Regions from separate parts of the Gasterosteus aculeatus genome. Here region 2 is linked to region 1. A link is a contact called in public Hi-C data. All regions are on one chromosome and are shown on one strand. The core of a region is the stretch at or near the end of the contact, and the rest is flanking DNA. Distances in the headings are between cores, read along the strand shown.

Region 1 (4,701 bases), core at 1,100-3,599:
GTCCTCTGCTGTAGGAAATGGTGACAGCAACGACTGCCAGAGAGATTAAAACTACACTGACCAACACGCAGACAGAGCAACCGGTGCAGCAGGACCGAACCACTGGTAAAACACACAGAACTGGAAACCTCAGTTTCAGTCCACAGTTTATCTTTATACAGATTATTATACAGATTATTTGACTCAATTAGTGAGATCTCAGATCTTTGTGACAGAGATGATACTTTACACGACGTCAATGTCTAAGCCCGCTTACAGTTTAACAAACTGTTCCGCCAGCGATGGCACGAGCAAAACATGAATACCGCTACAAATGTACCGCTTGATGTTTGTTCCCTTTTGTTAATTAGCTGTGGTTTTAGTGTGATGATGTACTCCGGTGGTAATAATGTACCTGGTGGAGGGACTTTTAATTTCTAGAAATGTGACTCAACACTGTGCAGATGTAATTCACGGCAATGTCAAGAAGTGACATCTAGCGTCACCATCTTTCTTTTTGGAGGACGGAAAACAAAAACGAACAAAGTGGCACCGGTGAAGTGAGCTCATGTTTGGCGATAGAAAAACACAATGTGATTCTTCCCCTTCCGAGCAGTGCGGGGGCCCTAACACTACTGTCCGCCACTGTCCGGTCACGCCACAGACCAATCTAAGCGCTGAAATGGGAGAAGGAGATTGAGTATTGTCATGGCCCGCTGCGCCGGCCACGGCCTGACCGGTGGCAGAGGGACCACAGCTCATCTGCCTGCGCGGGAGACGGTCCGTAATCCTTCCTGGACGCTGCAGGAAGAGCGACAGCGCGGAGGCGGAAAAGCCTTTCTGAAGCACGTGTGAGGGCTTTGAGAACAGAAGACTTCTTCTCTGCCGTCGGGCCCATGTCTCTTGTTCTGTCCTCTCAGACAATTGGATTATAGCAGAACCCCTCTAATTCTGAACAGTTCCCTAAGATTTAATATGCCACAATTTGATATAGGACTTGATTTAGATGCAAACCTCATGACATGCGGCTTGTGACCTCCTGTTGAAAAGCTCATCAACTTGTTGTGAGCATATTAATGCTTTTAGACCTTACTAGCATGAAGATTTATCAAGCATTACAAAGCTTTATATGTTGCTTCTATTGAAAAATGAAACTCAAATATGTATCGTTGAGTAATAACTCGCAAATGATTACAATACAAAATAATCAGTTACTTACAGTTTGTTTTATTTTTTTGCATTAATATGATGATAATACATGGTGATAAAAACCTTGTTACATTTCGAATATGTTTTACAAATGATTCATAAATATGCCAAAATATTTTTTACAAACCAACAGGATTGCATTAACCAGGAATTGTATTCTCAAAGTGTTTACTTTCAAACAAAGATTCCTAATTAGAGACCGTGCATATGAGATCATATAATTTCCTGTATTTTACAGTTATTTTAACACCATTAATAAGTGTGAAAACAATGTGGTTAATTGTAAGAGAAATTAAGAGAATAATTAAGAACGTAGTCAAAGTTCATAAATCATTTCCAACCAATATAATCCTAATAGCTGCATAGTTAATATCTAATTCTGCAATAAATGGAGGTGTACTGCTACAAGTGGCTGAGGTTTATTTGCACTGGTGCACGCGGGGCCCAGGCAGGTGCACACAGCCCACCGTGGGGTATCAGGTATCCCCTTGGCCGAGGCCTCTCCCATTTGTCACGGTGAATGAGTGGTCTGCCTGACTGCACTTTCTCATTCCATTTCCTCCCGCGCTGCAGTGAGGCCCTACCACCCACTGTACGCTGTCATTTCTTTTAACCCCTTTTCCATTCACATGAAGTGTGGGCAATAATGCTTTCTCACATTCCTCCTTTCAATAGCTTACATGCTACGGTCCCCCACCTCCACGTCCCCACCTCCCCAAAACACACACACACACACACAACTCTCCTCTTGGTCAGCCTACACCTCCCCTAATGGTGTGAAAAACAAATTGTTATCCAGTTGGAGTTACAGGTGTTGAACAAAAAAAAACATTGGTTTGATAATAACCGCGACCAAAAGACAAGTTAAAAAAAAACGAGAGGATTCATTCAAATGATCATTTAAATACATTTAGCTATGACATCAACATTAACCAACAAAACAAGGCCCTGGCAGATGCTCATGAGATTAATTATTAACCTCTTTACAAGAAATGTAGCGCACTCCCTCCTCACCCGCTCCTCTCCTCTCCGTCCACTTATAAAGAAAGATGTTAGTGCTGCTCTTACTTACGTCCACAATGCCTCCCACCATCCATGCTAGCTGTGATATTTGGCTCAGTCATCCTACCCACCATGTTCCACAACAGTAAAAGCCCTGACGCTGAGCCCACCGGCACCCTCTCTGCAACTGTAAGAGGCAACTGGAATGGAAAAACATTGTCTGTTCCTACTCAGCGAGGGGGAAAAAAAGAGCTGGAGCACAAGTCGGGTAATTGCAGAACACCCCGAGCTCATCCTATAAAGAAACTTTGCTCCTTTCTTTTTTTTTTCTGCAAAAAGAAAACCAGGAAATCTCCACTTATTTCAACAAACATTCAGGAACTAAGCCAGACTTTTTTTTTTTTTTTTTTTTAAGGGTGCAGCGCATTTCCATGTGAGACCCTGACAGCATATGGAGATGCTCTGTAAAGAGATTGCAGCACCATCTGCTGGAAAAAGAAAAAGCCAAAGAATGCAAGAAAAAGTATGCAGGAGAAGTTGGAGGATTGACGGGTGAAGGGAGAATGTTTGGGGTCTAATAACCGCGTCGGCCCCTCTTTCATAGTCTGGTTTGGTGCTTTGGATAAAAACACCTACACAAGTGCATGCGGACGGCTGAGACAACGGAAAGTGCTGGATGTCAGCATCATAACTCAACTTCGAATCCCAAATTACTAACTTGGAGAGGTTAAAGTCCACGGAGGCCTTTTTCCTCACATCACATTCATAACTCCGACCACGAGACGTATAAACAACCTTACGCTCTTGCCCTCATTTCCTTCGGTGGATCCCGTGGACAACTAATAACGAGTTAATCAGCCTGATTGCACATTCATCACTGTGATCTGTGTTTCTTTTTTTCAGCCGACGAGGGGAAGCATGTTTTACTTGGGAAATGAAATATTTAGTGACCTCTCGCAGTTGACCTTAGACTGGAGACAGAGGCCCTACAGCTGAGTAAACAGAAGGGCTGCATAGTGGACAGGTAGCAACTAGTTGTTACCATGGATACAGAGTTAATAGTCAAGACATAAAATATGACTGTCTGTCTGAGCTCTTCTATTTTTAATTGTAATATAAATGCGCTTTTCGTTTTGCTACAAAATTGGACTAAATATGCAAATAACATAACTTTAAGCAGCAAGTATAACTACTTTTTATACAATTTTGAGAATTTGAGCTATTCTCATCAATGGTTTTCATTTAAGCCTCAACTGTAACCTCACTTCTTCCTTTTCAACGGACTTCGTGAGGTAATGCGCAGTTTGGGATTCTAGAAGTCAATGATGTGTCATTTATTCCTGATGATGTAAATAAATGCAGACATTTGTAACGCTAGAGTGCAAAGTCCCACAGCACTTAGATGCCGAGAACGATGAAGAGTTACTACTGAAGTCCTCCTCGGTAAACCCACATCACAAACACATGCACAGCAGCCAAAGAACTTTGAGAATTAAGATCTTTACTCGGGGTCTATTCAGCTAACTTCAAAGACAACAACATGACCAGAGGGCTCAGGAGACGTTGGGAAAATGAAGGGAATCAATATCTTTAAAGAGGAAAGTGAGGGAATTATGTACATGTGTAATTCAAAAGGTAGGGAGGCTTTTAGATGCATTTGTTTTTCCTGCAGTAACGTCCAACATGTAACTTGAAAAACCTTTCACATTTGTAGAGATCCAAGTTTGTTTTACTGATCATGCAAAGTTATCGTTTTTGAGGCCCACAGCTGTACACGTAACACTGCATAACATTTTCAGGATTCTCTGTATTACTATTTAACTGAGGTGTATGTGGAATAATAATTTACTTATTTTCAAACACATGTTCACAGTACCTTGATTAATTAAGATAATTCCATCATTGTTTCACATCATAAAGGTGTGAAATACAGCTGCAGAGGTGCTTCCTAAATATCTCATCCTGTTCATAGAGCACCTGTTCACCACCACCACCAACACTTCTAGCTGCTGTTCACTAGATACTACTAAAAATAAGCAAAACAAGACCGAAGACGTCAGGGGAAAACACTTAAAGTAAAATTCATTATGATTACATCTCGAGCTCCAGCGTACTAGAAGTTGAGAACTGAAGAAGATAGATTGGTTGTGCCTGATCAAGGTCTATTGAATTCTAACCTCTCAGCCATCCTCAAATGACCAGTCAGCACTAATGCATCCATATTGTGTCTATAAGTGTGAATTGATTTATATTGCTGCAAAGCATCCCCAGGACGTTGAAAGAGCACCATTGGATCCCAATACCAATTATATATGTTTGTTTCTGGGGAAATGGCCACTCAGTACGTTGGATCAATGTGGACATCAAAAGGTCAGAGTAATACATTTCTGCTGAAAAGTTAGCGCGCAGCAAAGCAGCGCATCTGCCCCCCACCGACCTTCTTGTGAGTGAGGTGCAGTAAAGATGGACGGATTGGTTTACGTAGGCAATTTTACAAATGACTGCAGCTAC
Region 2 (4,701 bases), core at 696-3,195, 160 kb before region 1:
CTGGCTTTCTTGGCCGAGCCGATCAATAGCGCGTCTCCTCGGGGCTCCGTCTGGGTCCGGGTCACGCAAATGACACCTTCGTTGTGATTGGAAAAATGCGAGTGTTTTGGGGTATTTAGTCCCAGTTCGGGGGGGGGGCAACAAGCACCTTTACAGGGAACACCTGTTGAGACGAGTTTCATCTTCCCTGATTATCTGCCGTCAAATCCACGTGCTTTTGTACACAAGCTCACAAGTACAAGATACAAATGGATGTATGCACATCAAAAAACGAACAAACTTCACTCTGCGGGTTTTTATTTGCTATGCTGCCAGGGTGAAAAGCAGGAAAGTGAGCCCTTTGAATTCCAAACAGAGGGGGTTGAAGTTATGTCTAATTGAAAAACATGAAGACGCACAGCTGCTCAGTTTGAATGTCAATGGCCGCAAGAATGACAGACAGCCCAGCAGGCACCCAGGCCAAGACGGCCTGGCCAAGACTTACGAGACACATAAAGAAACACACACACAGACCCGAGTTAGCCTGGAGACACAGGACACAAAGCACAAAGAGGCTGGCAGCAATCGCACAAGGAAAAGAGGAGTAACAGACAAATAAAACCAAGAAGATGGGGGGGGGGGAGACGGCTAAAATGTTCCACAGTCAAAGGATGAAGATCCAGAACATAAAGATGTTTATCACACGGACATTAGGTTGGATGCATGTGAAGTACAATCACATCCTCCTGTACACACACACACACACACACGCACACACGCAAACTTCTAGTGTTTCTCCTGTGAAGAAAACAGGAATAAATCATCAGGCTTTAAGAGGTGCAGAGAACATATGATATGTAGTATGAAGAAACCGTGTTCAGGTATGACGGCGTCGCGCGTACGATATTGCGACAACATCGCCGGGGTGAAAAGATAGAAGTGAGACAAAAGCTGACACAAATGTGCGTCCTTGTCCATTTTAAAGATGGAAGTGGACTCACTGTAACGACGGGGGTGTGAGCGATAAACTACGTTTGTAACTGAGCAGTCAACCCAGGCCTCGTTCTCCAATCGGCCCCTTTCTGTTTTTCTTGTTCCTCCCTCGTTGTTCGGAAAGCGGGTAAAAGGAGTTGTCTCGTGCACCATAATATGGACATTTCTGATTCATTTTGGCTAAAGAAACACCCCGATGCGAATGAATCAACCTCTGGTGAAGCACTCAGGGTGGGGAGGAGCTCCTGAGATCACGATCCTTCTCTATAAAAGTACTTTTGCTCTCCACCAGCCCAAATGCTCAGACAAAATAATATTCCGTTTCGCACTTAATTTATGCTGGACACTGGATCCGCTTCATTACACAGGTGTTTCAGTGCAGAAGACAGACAGACAAAGTCATCAGATACTTTCGTTTCAGCTTCCACTCTCTGTTGTGTAGAAAATGACATATGGTAAGACTTCCTCGGCTGATTGCTTTTTCAGCGATACAGTACTTGGACAAAGTACCAGCGTGACACACTTCACAGTCGGCGGCCGACATCAAAGAGCAACCAGCAGTAAATAGCTCTCAAGGCCTCGGCGCGGGTACCATTCCAATGCGCTGTATTCCAAAAGCTTTTGTCACCGAGAACAAGACGAAACTGGTGTTAAGTATAAATCAGTGGTCCGCGGCCCGTGTTCACTGTCCGTAGACCCGTCTCCCACAGAAGTAATTGAGTGTGGAGGGCCGCCGACGCTGGAGGAGAGCGTGTTTCTGCTCCGCTGTGGCCAACGGCCACTTTGGGCCCGGGCCGGCGCTGGAACTAATGGAGCTTCCTCTCGGGCCGCTTTTCCCCTCAGATGGGCACAGCTGGGGGAGATCTGAAAACCCGGAGCCGGGGTTGGACCCCCGCTACCCCCCCACCTCTCCTCCCTCCCCATCCGCACCCAGCTGCTGTGCCACTACTGGGCCTGGGCACTCCTTGCAGAAGGGGAGGTGAATGTGGGAGTAGGCTAACCCGAGGTGGGTGGACCACCGGGATGAGTACCGTCACACCCGTATCGGCCCCAAGAAAAGGGAGGCTGCTTTGCGTTGGCTAAGGTTCCTCTGCGGAGGCCGAGAGACAGGCTTCACATTAATGACTCGGCCATCAAACAAGGGCAATGAAGCCGGCTGTTTGTGCCTGGACCAGGAGGGGGGGGGAGAGGGGGTCGGCCTTTTGATATGCCTGTGGACTCGCTCCACCTCCCAGACATTTTACACGGGCAAGGAGAGACTCATGAGGAGCGTTGCGACAGCAGGGCATCTTGATGTTTTTACCCCGCGCTCTCTGTGCCTCTGTACTGCCGGGTCCTTTACTCGTTTAACTGAACTCTACGGACCTCTAACAGCAGTCGTTGCAAACAACGAGAGGCAGCGAGGACTCCCCTCCCACATTGTGACGGATGGTGCGTGTGTGCGAGCAGGTTATAAAAAAAGTGTTCTTCCACACGGTGGAACTTGTGAAACATAGCGAGGGCTACACCCTCTGCAGCCACACAGCAGGATCCAATTAGGACTCTTATCTACTAATTATGTCCCTTACACATCTGCATTCCAGAATTTCAAGGGAAAAAAAAGAAAAAAGGCTGTTGTCCTCTCTGGAACAAGCTCTCAAATTAATGAGATTGCTCTGCAAATGAACCTCTTCATGGGTCCCTTGGCATGGAAAATACGCTAGGATAACTTTGTGTTAACAGAGCATCAATCATAGCTGATCAAACGATAAACAGTGTCGATGATGCCAGGCGTCAAAAGGGTCGCACCTTTATGTAAATGTTGCGTCCAGCTCAGAGCAGAGGCTTTCCCAGGCTTCTCCACTGTGGGGCGCTGTGCTCTGGATCTCAGACTGGGATCACAGCGCACATGAATTACACAAACAAATGTAGTGTATTTATATATATATATATATATATATATATATATATATATATATATATATATATATATATATATATATATATATGTGTGTTGTTTTTGTGGGCTAAGGATCAACTTATGAATATGCTCATGAGTGGAACGAGTTGTTGTTGGTTTTGACTAAACTAGAATACATTGTGTTGTTACCATAAAACATTTCAATTTGAAAGTGTAAGAAATTCAATAACTTTTTGGATCAATTTTGATACACTTTTGCAAATTGTTTTATATGTTTCACTTACTTGAAAAGATGGATCCACATTGATGCACAATGAAGCTGAAGGTACCACAAGGTTTACTAGCTAATGCATGTTTGTGTCTTATAACATGAATTAGGTCTTGGGTTAAACAAAGTCACAAGCTCGAGTGTAACCGAAAAAGAGTTCATCTAATTTCCATGAATTTGTATTCCATGAATGTAGATTAAATCAAAAAAGCTTTGTGTAACTTGACCTCTATGTGCAGATGCAGGTTAGCTTGCATTACGCACACGAGGTTACGTACGACTTTCAATATTTATTACCTTTACAGTAATATCACATTACTTGTATCCACATCTATTTAGTACAAAAGCTTCCATTTCTTGACTTTTTGAGCTTAACTTGCCGAGAGGGAGACAGTGTGGACATTAAGCACAGCTACGTGGAGTCCCACCTCGGAAAAACATTACGACAAGCAGATGGAACATGTTCATCCCTTTGCGCAAGATTTAACCCGTGGAGTCTACTTCAAACGCCGTGCAATTAAATTGTCGCCTTTTAAAGTGAGACGTCGCACCGGGTTAAAAAACAAAAAAAAGATTATTGAAGCGCAGCGCTTTTGTAGTAAACATACTAGTTATTGTAGAATATTAAGAAAAGTTTACATTCACGGCTCATATATTTATATGTTCCCTTCTATTTGCTCTTCTCGGAACCTGGCCATTAATAATAGTTAATAGATGTGATCCCTGACCTGGACTTTGTGTCACTGATAGTCAACCCGTTGTTCCCGTATGACTGAACAAGGAAGACAAGGGATCTAGAGGTGAATGGAGGAGGAAGAGGCTTTCTTGCACGACTGAGCTCACTTTATTAGCATTGATCCTCTTTTTTATGTATTTTGTCACAGCTAATGCAATCGATCAGAGCTGCCACTGGCCATGCCCCCTTTAAAACTTCAACAAATTATTTTTTGTGTGTGCCATTTAGTCTCGAAAGGGTCCAATGTCCTTTTAGAGCCATTAATCACCCTTGGAGATAGATTGTGCTCCTGTTACAAACACACCAGGTGGATGTTACCAGAAGGCTTTGATAGGCTACGTCTGCTTTTTCTGCATTTAAATAATGTAACATTTTGTTGACATGATATCCTGCATACGGCAATTTTGTATATTTTTATCACAATATAGAGATTGCAACTCATCCTATGAATCTTATGAAAGACACACAAACCATTACATATACAATCAGTACAAAAGGTCAGCAGGTTCATATTTCATTTGAAATATCAGGTTGCATTTTTGTAATATTATCTTGTCATTGGATGTTATTTCAGCAGCTCTCTGACCAATGTAGCAGCTAAGATAACATCTTTGCGGGAGACGGGTAAAAGTAAAGTAAGGAGTTGTGTTTTCAGATCCATGACTGGTTTTGGGGTCGGCTCTCCTCTCTTCCCCTACAGGCCGGGCATGTTGACAGTAAAGCAGATAGGGATCGAGCGCAGTTCACGTGTCCCCTCCATCTCAAACAGGATCCCCACCGAGGAGAATAGCAATTAGCATGCTAAAGGTAGCACTAATGCGAGAG

The links. A called contact is a pair of places that touch in the nucleus more often than the background predicts.
Region 2: a Hi-C map of skeletal muscle shows a contact between it and region 1, with 5 times the contacts expected there. The contact joins two enhancer-like sites. A contact is called at or near these places in 4 of 6 Hi-C or Micro-C datasets (liver, skeletal muscle and whole body).

Annotation. Positions count from the first base shown.
Region 1 is chr12:19,283,474-19,288,174 of fGasAcu3.hap1.1, reverse strand. No RefSeq gene overlaps it. Among protein-coding and RNA genes, the nearest start is that of LOC144385353, 28 kb to the right of the region's middle. Within about 2 kb of position 2,349, at least 3 of the 9 cell types and tissues checked have open chromatin away from gene starts, as enhancers often do.
Region 2 is chr12:19,443,380-19,448,080 of fGasAcu3.hap1.1, reverse strand. No RefSeq gene overlaps it. Among protein-coding and RNA genes, the nearest start is that of cyld, 33 kb to the left of the region's middle. Within about 2 kb of position 1,945, at least 2 of the 9 cell types and tissues checked have open chromatin away from gene starts, as enhancers often do.